2 separate regions of the Sus scrofa genome follow, and region 1 is linked to region 2. The links are chromatin contacts, called in public promoter capture Hi-C maps. All regions are on one chromosome and are shown on one strand. Each heading gives the region's core, a stretch centred on a gene start, on an enhancer-like site or on the middle of the called end of the contact. The rest is flanking DNA. Distances are from core to core; before and after follow the strand shown.

The links. Promoter capture Hi-C pulls out the DNA fragments that hold promoters and counts their contacts.
Region 1: a promoter capture Hi-C map of fetal liver shows a contact between it and region 2, with 2.6 times the contacts expected there. The contact joins the promoter of STK19 here to the promoter of LY6G5C in region 2. A contact is called at or near these places in 3 of 5 promoter capture datasets (fetal liver and liver), 2 of 47 Hi-C or Micro-C datasets (epiblast stem cells and skeletal muscle) and 1 of 2 datasets of contacts at active chromatin or transcription factors (alveolar macrophages).

What each region holds. Positions count from the first base shown.
Region 1 is chr7:24,058,841-24,063,414 of Sscrofa11.1, forward strand. STK19 (serine/threonine kinase 19) reads left to right here and starts at 1,386. Exons shown (of 7, transcript NM_001128450.1): 1 at 1,386-1,530; 2 at 1,678-1,814. The coding sequence starts at 1,431. DXO (decapping exoribonuclease) reads right to left here and starts at 1,147. Exons shown (of 7, transcript NM_001101826.1): 1 at 960-1,147; 2 at 327-688; 3 at 1-164. The coding sequence starts at 682.
Region 2 is chr7:23,793,895-23,798,708 of Sscrofa11.1, forward strand. LY6G5C (lymphocyte antigen 6 complex locus protein G5c) reads right to left here and starts at 2,073. Exons shown (of 3, transcript XM_003128309.4): 1 at 1,744-2,073; 2 at 1-11. The coding sequence starts at 1,840.

The DNA of each region.
Region 1 (4,574 bases), core at 136-2,635, 260 kb after region 2:
TCTGAACCCGGGCAGCTGGTGTCTCTACTTCACTCAGGTACAGCGTCCCCTGGAACCGGGAGGCTGCCAGCTGCCAGCCTTCCTGCCGCTCATATGGTGTCGTCAGTAACTTTGTCAGGTGCCCCCGCCACGTCACTGTGGCCCCTGCCAGCCAGCTGGGACCCCTGAGAGGGAGGGATTAGGGGCTGAAGATCTGACGCAAGCATTCGCGCTATGGTGCCCCCAAAGAATAGCTTAAGGACTGGCCTCTCTCCAGCTTGGGCTCTCCCAATTTCAGAGGGCAGGTGCAGGTCTCTAGAGCTACTTGTGTGCCATGCTTTGCTCACCCCTCCAGCTGGCCTCGGTGCTCCAGGAGCCAGCGCAGCAGGTGGTCCAGTCTCTCTTGGACCTCTTCATCCCGGGTCTGGTATCGATCAGGGTATCCATCTCTGAGGTCAAAGTTGGGGCTCTGACCGTTGGTGGGAGGTGGACTGTAGTAGCGCAAGGCTCGAGCATCTCCATGGTACTGGCGTTGTGTATCCAGGGAGAAGCAGCCCAGTTCAGAAGGGCGCCGGTAGAAAGGAAAGGGCCCAGAGTAGAGGGCAGGGTCTGTGGGCAGTGAGGGTGCTGGGCGAGGGAGTTTGTTGCAGGGCTCAGCTACTCTTATCTTTGCAGCTCCTCTCTTGGTCCCTCTGGGCTCCATGCAGACCTGAGAGAGGGTGGGGAAGTTCCCTTTTTAAAGAGGAGGGCTGGAAAAGGAGGATTTCAGGTCAGGACTAAGCAAGCTTACTGATGGCCAGGCTCTGGCCTTGAAAAGTGCAGGCCCCATGTCCTCAAATACGGCCACCACCAGGTGCACATTTCACCTTTCCCCTTGACTTACACCCCTATCCCCAGGTCCTCCAAGCCCAGAGAGGTTAGGAAGTACCTTTGGCCTCGTATCTGGCTGGTTATGTCAGGTCTCACCAACATCGACTTACACCTTCGCAGAGCTATGACGTCATGGCAGGTACATCAGAAGTCGAAGAGGGATGCAAAAATGGTCTTCCCGGCTCTCGATGACGCAATTTATTCAGCGACAGTGGCGGGCAAACCCCTCTGGGATGGGGGCCTGTGTGCTGGACAGCAGGAGGCAGATCACAACGTGGCCACCGGTACCCCTCCCGCACTGCCCTGGCGTCCCCGGAAGTGGGCGCTCTCGGAGGAAGCCAATCAGCAGCGGACGTGGGGCCTCGGCCAATGCAGTTGGTGCCGGTATCCGCATTGGCACTGCCCCTCCCAGCCCGAGGGATGACAGGTTGACGGCTCTTTCGTCACCACGTCGTCCTGTAACACTGGGCTGACTGGCCTCCAAGGAGGGACGCTCTACGTCACTGCTCTGCGCCGGAAGACTTTTCGTGTTCTTCTCCTTCAGCATCTACCTCTTCCCCGGCACCTTAAGATCCCGGGATATGAGCCGGAAGAGGCATCGCCTGGTCCCAGAGACCCTTGGACTGAAGAGACCGCGAGAAAGACGGGATGTAGAGGCAGATCCTTTGCGCGGCGAGTCAGGTAACCATGGCAACCCCAGGGCGAGACTAGGGACTTCAGCTGGGAGCGGCCTCGCCTCTGGTAACCCTGTGTGGTGGGACCCAGCGTACATCCGCTCCCCCGCCCCGGTCCCAGTTAACGTCTCAGTGACCAGGTCTTTCCGCCCAGGATCTGCGCGCGCGGCAGTCGCGGAGCTAGTGCGGCTGTTCCCGCGAGTCCTGTTTGAGGATGCGCTACCGCCCATCGTGCTGAGGAACCAGGTGTACAGTCTCGTGCCGGACCGGACGGTGGCTGACCGGCAGCTGGTGAGGGGCGTCAGAGCGACCGACGGAGGGCGCTTCCCTGCCTCGCGGGCACTTCCGAGGTTCCCCATCATTCAGTTCGCCCACCACCTATTCTGCCTTTCAGCAAGCATTGGGTCTTTCTGGGCCAAGCATTGTGCCAGCCAGGGAGGAGGCTACAGAGCCTCAGGCAACAGAGAGCATGCCAAATCATGAGTGTGGAAGAGTGAAGCTTTGGGAGAGACTGAGTCACCGGGCATGGTTCGAACCTACAGCGCTGAGAATGCAGGCAGACATTAGATTAGGACAGGCTTTGTACATCAGTGTCGTTTCGGTCTTACATTGAAAGCGGTGATCTGGCGGGGACTGTTAAATAGGAGAGAGAAGGGTGTGTTGCATGGATTGGAGGGAGTAGGCGAGGTAGGGAGATCGATTGGAAAGATATTTACATCTGAGAACTGGTGAAGGCCTAAATTAGGGTGAGGATGGGTGAGGAATGTGGAGAGCGGGAAGAAGAAGGAAAAACTCTTCGATTTTCTGGATGGCCGAGTGGTTGGTGGAGCAAAGGGACTAGGAGAACATTGGTGGCAGATGATGTCTTTAATTGCGTACAGGTTGAGTGGAGGTACTTGTGGAACATCCAGATGCAAATGTGCGGCAGACAGTTGGATGAGGGTTTGGAGAGAGTTCTGGGCCACTAATGCAGAATTGGAAGTCATGGAGATGTGCGCAGTGGTTCAGTCTGTAGAAGTGGGTGAAAATGGCAGGAAGAGGGAGGAGAGGAGTGGTTTGTAACCTTTTTACAAACTTTAGAAGATAATAAGAGCTATGTCTCTCTCTCCAGAAAAATGCATATACATTACATATATATAAGGTATATAGACAGTTTTGGAGGGGAGAGAGTTTCACAGATCCTCTGCAGCCCAAAGTTAAGGACCCCAGGTTTGCAATGAAAGATAATAGAGCCAAATCCCCAATGCTGGGAGGAACCAACCCTTAAGGCAGTGGTTCCCGAGGTATGTCCTGAGTTCTGCCTGACCCTGAAAATTACCTGGCCTCTTTATTCAAAAATACAGGTTCCTGGAACTCACTCAATGATAATGAATTAAGATTTCTTGGGGTAGAACCTGGGAATCTACTTTTTTTTTTTTAGGGCTGCACCTGCAGCATATGGAAATTCCTGGGCTAGGGGTCAAATCGGAGCTGCAGCTGCTGGCCTACACCACAGCCACAGAAATGCTGCATCTGAACCTTGTCTGCAACCTACACTGCAGCTCACAGCAATGCCGGATTCTTAACCCACTGAGTGAGCCCAGGGATCTAACCCCCATCCTTATGGATACTAGTTGGGTTTGTAACCTGCTGAGCCATGACAGGAATTCCGGAATCTACATTTTTAAGCTACTGCCCCAAGTGATTCTTTTTTATTGTGGAAGTGCCAGGCCAGGGAGTGAACCCTCGCCACGGCAGTGACCTGGACCAAGGCAGTGACAATGCCAGATCCTGAAACCCACTGCACCACAGGAGAATGCCCCAATTGATTCTTAATGTGCCTTAAAATTTGAAATCCACTGTTGCAAGAGGAAAGCAGCGGAAGAGGAGTCTGTGAAAGAGGTTGAGAAGGAATTGCCAGAGTTAGGAAGAACCCACGAAAAGGCCTTTTGAGAAAGTAGAGATTTTCAAGAAGGTGGAGTAGTTGGTCGTGTTAGAACCTGTGATTCCAGGCAGTGGTCTTCGAAGAGGTCAAGTGAAATGATATGCACATGGATTTAGCGGTTGGGAGGTTAGCATACACTCTCTCAGGAAGAAAAGGAGGGAGAGAAGGAAGATGGAGACTAGCTCCAGTCTCTTAAGAAAGGGACCCACACCCACTCCTTAGAGCATTGTTGTTTTTAACCTACTGGTGTTAGCTTGATTTTAGAAGAGCTTTTAAAATTGCACAAAACAATATAGAAACACACAATTTAAAGAATGTTTATAATGCACATGCCCACTTAACTGTGACCCAGGTCAGATTGTCACACACAGCCAAAGCCCACGTATATTGCTCTGTCCCTGGCAGGTCACATGCTTGGCTGGTATGATAGTCATTACCTCGGTTTTCTTTCTACCATCTACGTGTTTATCCATTAACAACATATTTTAGTTTTGCTCACTTTTAAACTTGATTCAAACAGAACTATACCATGTGTTTTTGTTTATATCTTATTTCATTAGATGAATTTTTTTTTTTTTTTTTTTGTCTTTTTGCTGTTTCTTTGGACCACTCCACGGCATATGGAGGTTCCCAGGCTAGGGGTCGAATCGGAGCTGTAGCCACTGGCCTGCGCCAGAGCCACAGCAACGCAGGATCTGAGCTGCGTCTGCAACCTACACCTACATGGCAATGCCGGATTGTTAACCCACTGAGCAAGGGCAGGAACCGAACCTACAACCTCATGGTTCCTAGTTGGATTCGTTAACCACTGCGCCACGACGGGAACTCCCTAGATGAATATTTTTGAGATTTATCCAAGTTGTTACATGTAGCTATAGTTAGTTAATTCATTTTCATAGATTTGCATTTTATGAATATATCCCATTTTGTCCATTCTAGTGGGGGGATTTTTTTTTTTTTATTTGTCCATTTATTGGCATAAAATTTGAAATCTCATTTTATGGTCCATAGACGCTGCAGTAATGACCCTTTTTTCATTCTTTATGTTGATTATCTGTGCTTTTTGTTTTTGGCTCTACCTTCTGCATGCAGAAATTCCTGGGCCAGGGATCAAATCCATGCTATAG
Region 2 (4,814 bases), core at 823-3,322:
ATCAAACTCACCTAGAACACAGAGAAGCGCTGACCCTAAACCCACCTAATTTCCCGGCTGTCCGACCCCACCGTTCTCTCCTACCTCCCCATCTCAGAAAACCATAAAATCACCAATTCTTTACAACCATCCGGCTTAGGAGTTCCCACTGTGGCTCAGGGTAACGAACCTAACTAGTATCCGTGCAGACGTGGGTTCCATCCCTGGCCTCACTCAGTGGGTTAAGGATCTGGTGTTGCTGTGAGCTGCAGTATAGATTGCAGACATGGTTTGGGTCCAGCATGGCTGTGGCTGTGGTGTAGGCAGCAGCTGTAGCTCCTATTTGACCCTAGCCTGGGAACCTCCATATGCCACACCTGCGGCCCTGAAAAGAACAACAACAAAAAAATATGGCTTAACCTTTCATCAAAAGCTTTAGTTCTTATTTTAAAAAATCTCCGTTCTCTGCTCTTACACCTCCTGAAATGAGAAATTAATTAATTAATTAAACATTTATTTGAGGGACTAATGTGTCTACCAGCACTCTGTAAGTCTCTAAGTTCAAAGTTTAGGCCAAGGCAGCCTATTCCAAGTTTTGGCAGCCTTGTTAGGACAGTTCTTCCTCTGTGACTTGGTTTCATGGTCCCCCACCCCAGACAGTCTTTTGAATATGCTTTCTTTTCTTTTTTCTTTCATTTTTGGCTGCATCCATGGTATATGGAAGTTCCCAGGCTAGGGATTGACTCTGAACCACAGTTGCAGCAATGCTGGATAATTAACCTACTGTACCATAGTGGGAACTCCTGGAATATGCTTTCTTCATCTGTAATTAGCAGAAGTGAAAACATAAGAGTGCATCAGCACAAGACATGTAGACAGAGACTTCGAGTAGCCCAAAGCCATATTCTTTGAGGGGGTCCCACTGAACAGATTCTTTTTTTTTTTTTTTTTTTTTTTGTCTTTTTGCCTTTTCTAGGGCCGCACCAGCGGCATATGGAGGTTCCCAGGCTAGGGGTCTAATTGGAGCTGTGGCTGCTGGCCTACACCACAGCCACAGCCACAGCCACAGAAACGCTGGATCCGAGCCGCAACCTACACCACAGCTCACGGCAACGCTGGATCCTTAACCCACTGAGCAAAGCCAGGGACCGAATCTGCAACCTCATGGTTCCTAGTTGGATTCGTTGACCACTGAGCCACGACGGGAACTCTTGAACAGATTCATTTTTAATTTTGTTCACCTAAGCCCTTCACAAACACATGCCTGTTCATCTCCCTCCTCCTCCGGTCCCAGGCCCAGACCACTCGTTAACGTGTCCCCAGCAGAACCCTTGGTGTGAGGCTGATGATGAGCCAACACTTTGAATCTTGTTTCTGTGTAGATGGTGATTTGCAGCCAAGCGAGTTATCAGGCTGGATTCATCCTTGTTCTACGCTGGATCCTGGGGCTGTCATCTGGCGTGTTCCCCCAACCCTCCCTCTTCTGTATTGCCCTCGGATTCAAAGAGGTTCTCTTTAATATCTCCACTCAGGTGACTGCTATTAAGTGAGAAAACCCTCCAGTAATCACCTGAAATCTCTCTCAGAGTGAACATCAGCCCGTTATCAGTCCCCAGTCATTATCCCACCAAGCCCACCCACCCCATCTTTCCTCCTGCCTGGTTTACCTGAATGCCCTTGGCACATGTACCCAGACATCTGGTGTCTGTGGGTTTCTCTATCCAGCAGGCTAGGAGATCCTTCTGACCCCTTAGAGACACTTACCAAACACCAAGCTCATCATGACCTGCATTATTAAGAGGGCCAGGGCTTGGTGGAAGCCCATATTCCAGCTACTTGCAGGGCCTGCCATAAAATGCATGACTGCCCACCAGCCTCCAGTTTGGCCTTATATTGATGGAAGAGAAGTTGACCAAGAGGAAAGGGAGAGGCAACATCCTTTTGGGGCGGAATTCAGAGCTAGAACAGCCGGAGGGACAGAGTGTCCTCACCCACAGCCATTCTGGGGCCTAACATCCTGGCATGGGGACAAGGACCCAACAAAAAGAATGAGAAAAGAAACGTATTTCAGGAGTTCCCATCGTGGCAAAAAGAAAGGAAAGAAAGAGGAGTTCCCATCGTGGCGCAGTGGTTAACAAATCCAACTAGGAACCATGAGGTTGCGGGTTCGGTCCCTGCCCTTGCTCAGTGGGTTAAGGATCCGGCGTTGCCATGAGCTGTGGTGTAGTTTGCAGATGCGGCTCGGATCCCGCGTTGCTGTGGCTGTGGTGGTGTAGGCCGGTGGCTACAGCTCCAATTGGACCCCTAGCCTGGGAATCTCCATATGCCGCGGGAGTGGCCCAAAGAAATAGCAAAAAGACAAAAAAAAAAAAACAAAAAAAAAAACAAAAAAAAAAGAAGAAACGCATTTCGTATGAATTTAACAGACATTCATTGAATCACTGCATCAGATGTTGGGGATACAATATTGCACAAAGCCCCTATCGTCACGGAGCACACAGTTTAGTGCAGAAGACAAGTCAACAGACAGTGACGGGAGATGGGGGAGGAGGAAGCACCTGAGCTGTGGCTACTACAAACCAAAAGGATTTCAGCAGAGGAGTAACAGGTTCAGATTTCTGTTTGTAGATTTCTGAGGCCGGGAAACCAGTTAGGAAGCTATTCCCAAGTCCAGTCACAAGATGGCAGCCTGGTCTAACAGAAGAGAGGGAAGTTGAGCGGTGCAGGAATCTGAGCTACGTTTCCCAGGAAGACGGGACAGATTCAGACTGCTTGTGAGGTGAGGGAAGGGAGATAGGCTTTGCGAAAGGGAGTGATTGTGATACCATTTTCCAAAATGGGAAAGATGTGTCAGAAATCCAAAAGCGAGGACACCTGAGTCTCCAGGGACCGTATTAGCCCACTACGCCCTGTGGGTTCTGGGAAGCCAGAGCCTTTCCCTATGCCCCCGCTTTTCCGGGCCCGCCTCAGCTCAGCTGCAGGTCATTGGGTCCGATCTCCGGCGCCCACAGGCTCCGGCGCTGTGCGCTCGCTCTCCACGCCTGGCTGCACTTCAGAGTTTTTGGGAGGACGCGAGGGCGGCCGCCCGCCCAAGCTCAGCTCTTGGCCAGGCACTTGGGAAGAAACCCGGGCGTCCGGCCCCCGCTGCCACCCAGAGCACTGCACGGCTTCCCCGGAAGGTGGCACTATGGCGCCAACGTCCCTCCCAGTCCAGGATTCCGGAGACCTCACAGCAACCAATGAGCTGCCGCGGACGGGCTCCAGGCGCCCCATCCGTTTCTTCCGTCGGGGGCCTGCTGGCCCGACTCGCCTGCCCCGCGGGCGTCTCACCAGGTCAGTCTCCCTCTGGTGAGTGAGACCCACCCAGATTTTTACTTTAAGGGTCAGTAGGTCAGGGGAGGTCCCTGGCTCCCAGGAACGCGCCCCCCACCTGCCCCAGTTTCCGGTCTGGAGGTTTGGGGCGGGGTCTGGCGAGGTTTTCCTGCTAAAGTGCCAGACTCTCCGAGAATCTTTTTTCTGGTCTCGGGGTGCTGCGGTGGAAGATGGCAAGAAACGGACGGAGACACATGCCTAGTAAAACAGACGTGAACGAAGAAATACAGGAGGAAAACGTACGCCACTGCGCACGCCCCGAGAGCCTTGGGATGATAAAATAAGAGAATTATTGGAGAGAAAAGTCAGGGTAATGGAGAACTGGGGAGGAGCACCCGGCACCTACATAAATGTTTGCTGAGTGGGTGACAGAGTGATAGAAGAAAAGAAAAACAGCGGAGGCTGCTCTTGAGGCAAAGAGAGCAAAGAAAAGGCGGAACGGAATTTCACAGCGCTCTCTCTCTCTCTCTCTCTCTCATGTAACCGCCACGAAAAGGCTAAGGGGGTTATGGGTGGCTGAGGCTGGGCCTCCTGGTAGGGATCTCCCTGAGAAGTCTGGGAGGACTTGCAGTGGAGTTACAGCGACAGTGGGCCCAGACGGTAGCAGGAGGAAAGAGGCAAGTGGTTATTTTGGGGCTGCCCTACTTTAGAGGGGGCGTGGCCTTCGGGTCCTTAGTCCCGCCGCCCTTGTTCGTTTCGCTCCTCCCCTGTCCACGCCGCTGGGCGCGGCAGGTGCTCGGGGAGAGGTTCCAGAGTTTGTTGCCGGGGTAACGGGCCTGGCGGAGGCTTTCGGGGTGTGCCGGGGGGTGGGGGCATTGCAATAGTCGCCTTGGTGACAACAGCGGCTGACTAAATCCTTGCCGGGGAGGATTCGTATCCCCAGGGACAAGGGATGCCTGGGGGTTAAGGAGCCAAAAGACGAAACAAAGGAGGTCGGGCCTGAGGACCCAGCGCCACAATTCGGTGAAAGGATCTCGGGCCAACAAGGGGCGGGAACTAATAGATCGTGGCGAAAATCTGGAGAGGAGCTAGAGAGAGGATTTTTAATTCGAATATAAATGAATGAAACCATGAATGACTGAGTTCCCGAGGGAGCTGGGAAAGCTTGGTGGTTGATGGATGGATAGTTAGGGACCTGGCTATCTCGGACACCTGGACCCCCTCACTTTCTGGAGCCCTCCGCCCTCCGGGCCCCCCTTTACTTGTGACAGCTGTGCAGGAAACAAATGCCCCTCCCAGGAAGCAGAGCCAACCCTCAACCTAAACACACGGCTCAGAGCCTAGTCCAGAACCTCACCCTGGGAGCAGGGCAGAGTGGAGCCTGGGCCAAAGAGGGTAAGATAAAGGATGGTTTCCTGTCCGATTGCTAGCTCTCCTTTTCCCCAGCCTCTGGCCCCTCTCCCATTTGGCTCAGCAACTCTGGGATGCCTGGGTGTTCCGGCCTCACCTGGCCCCCAGTACAG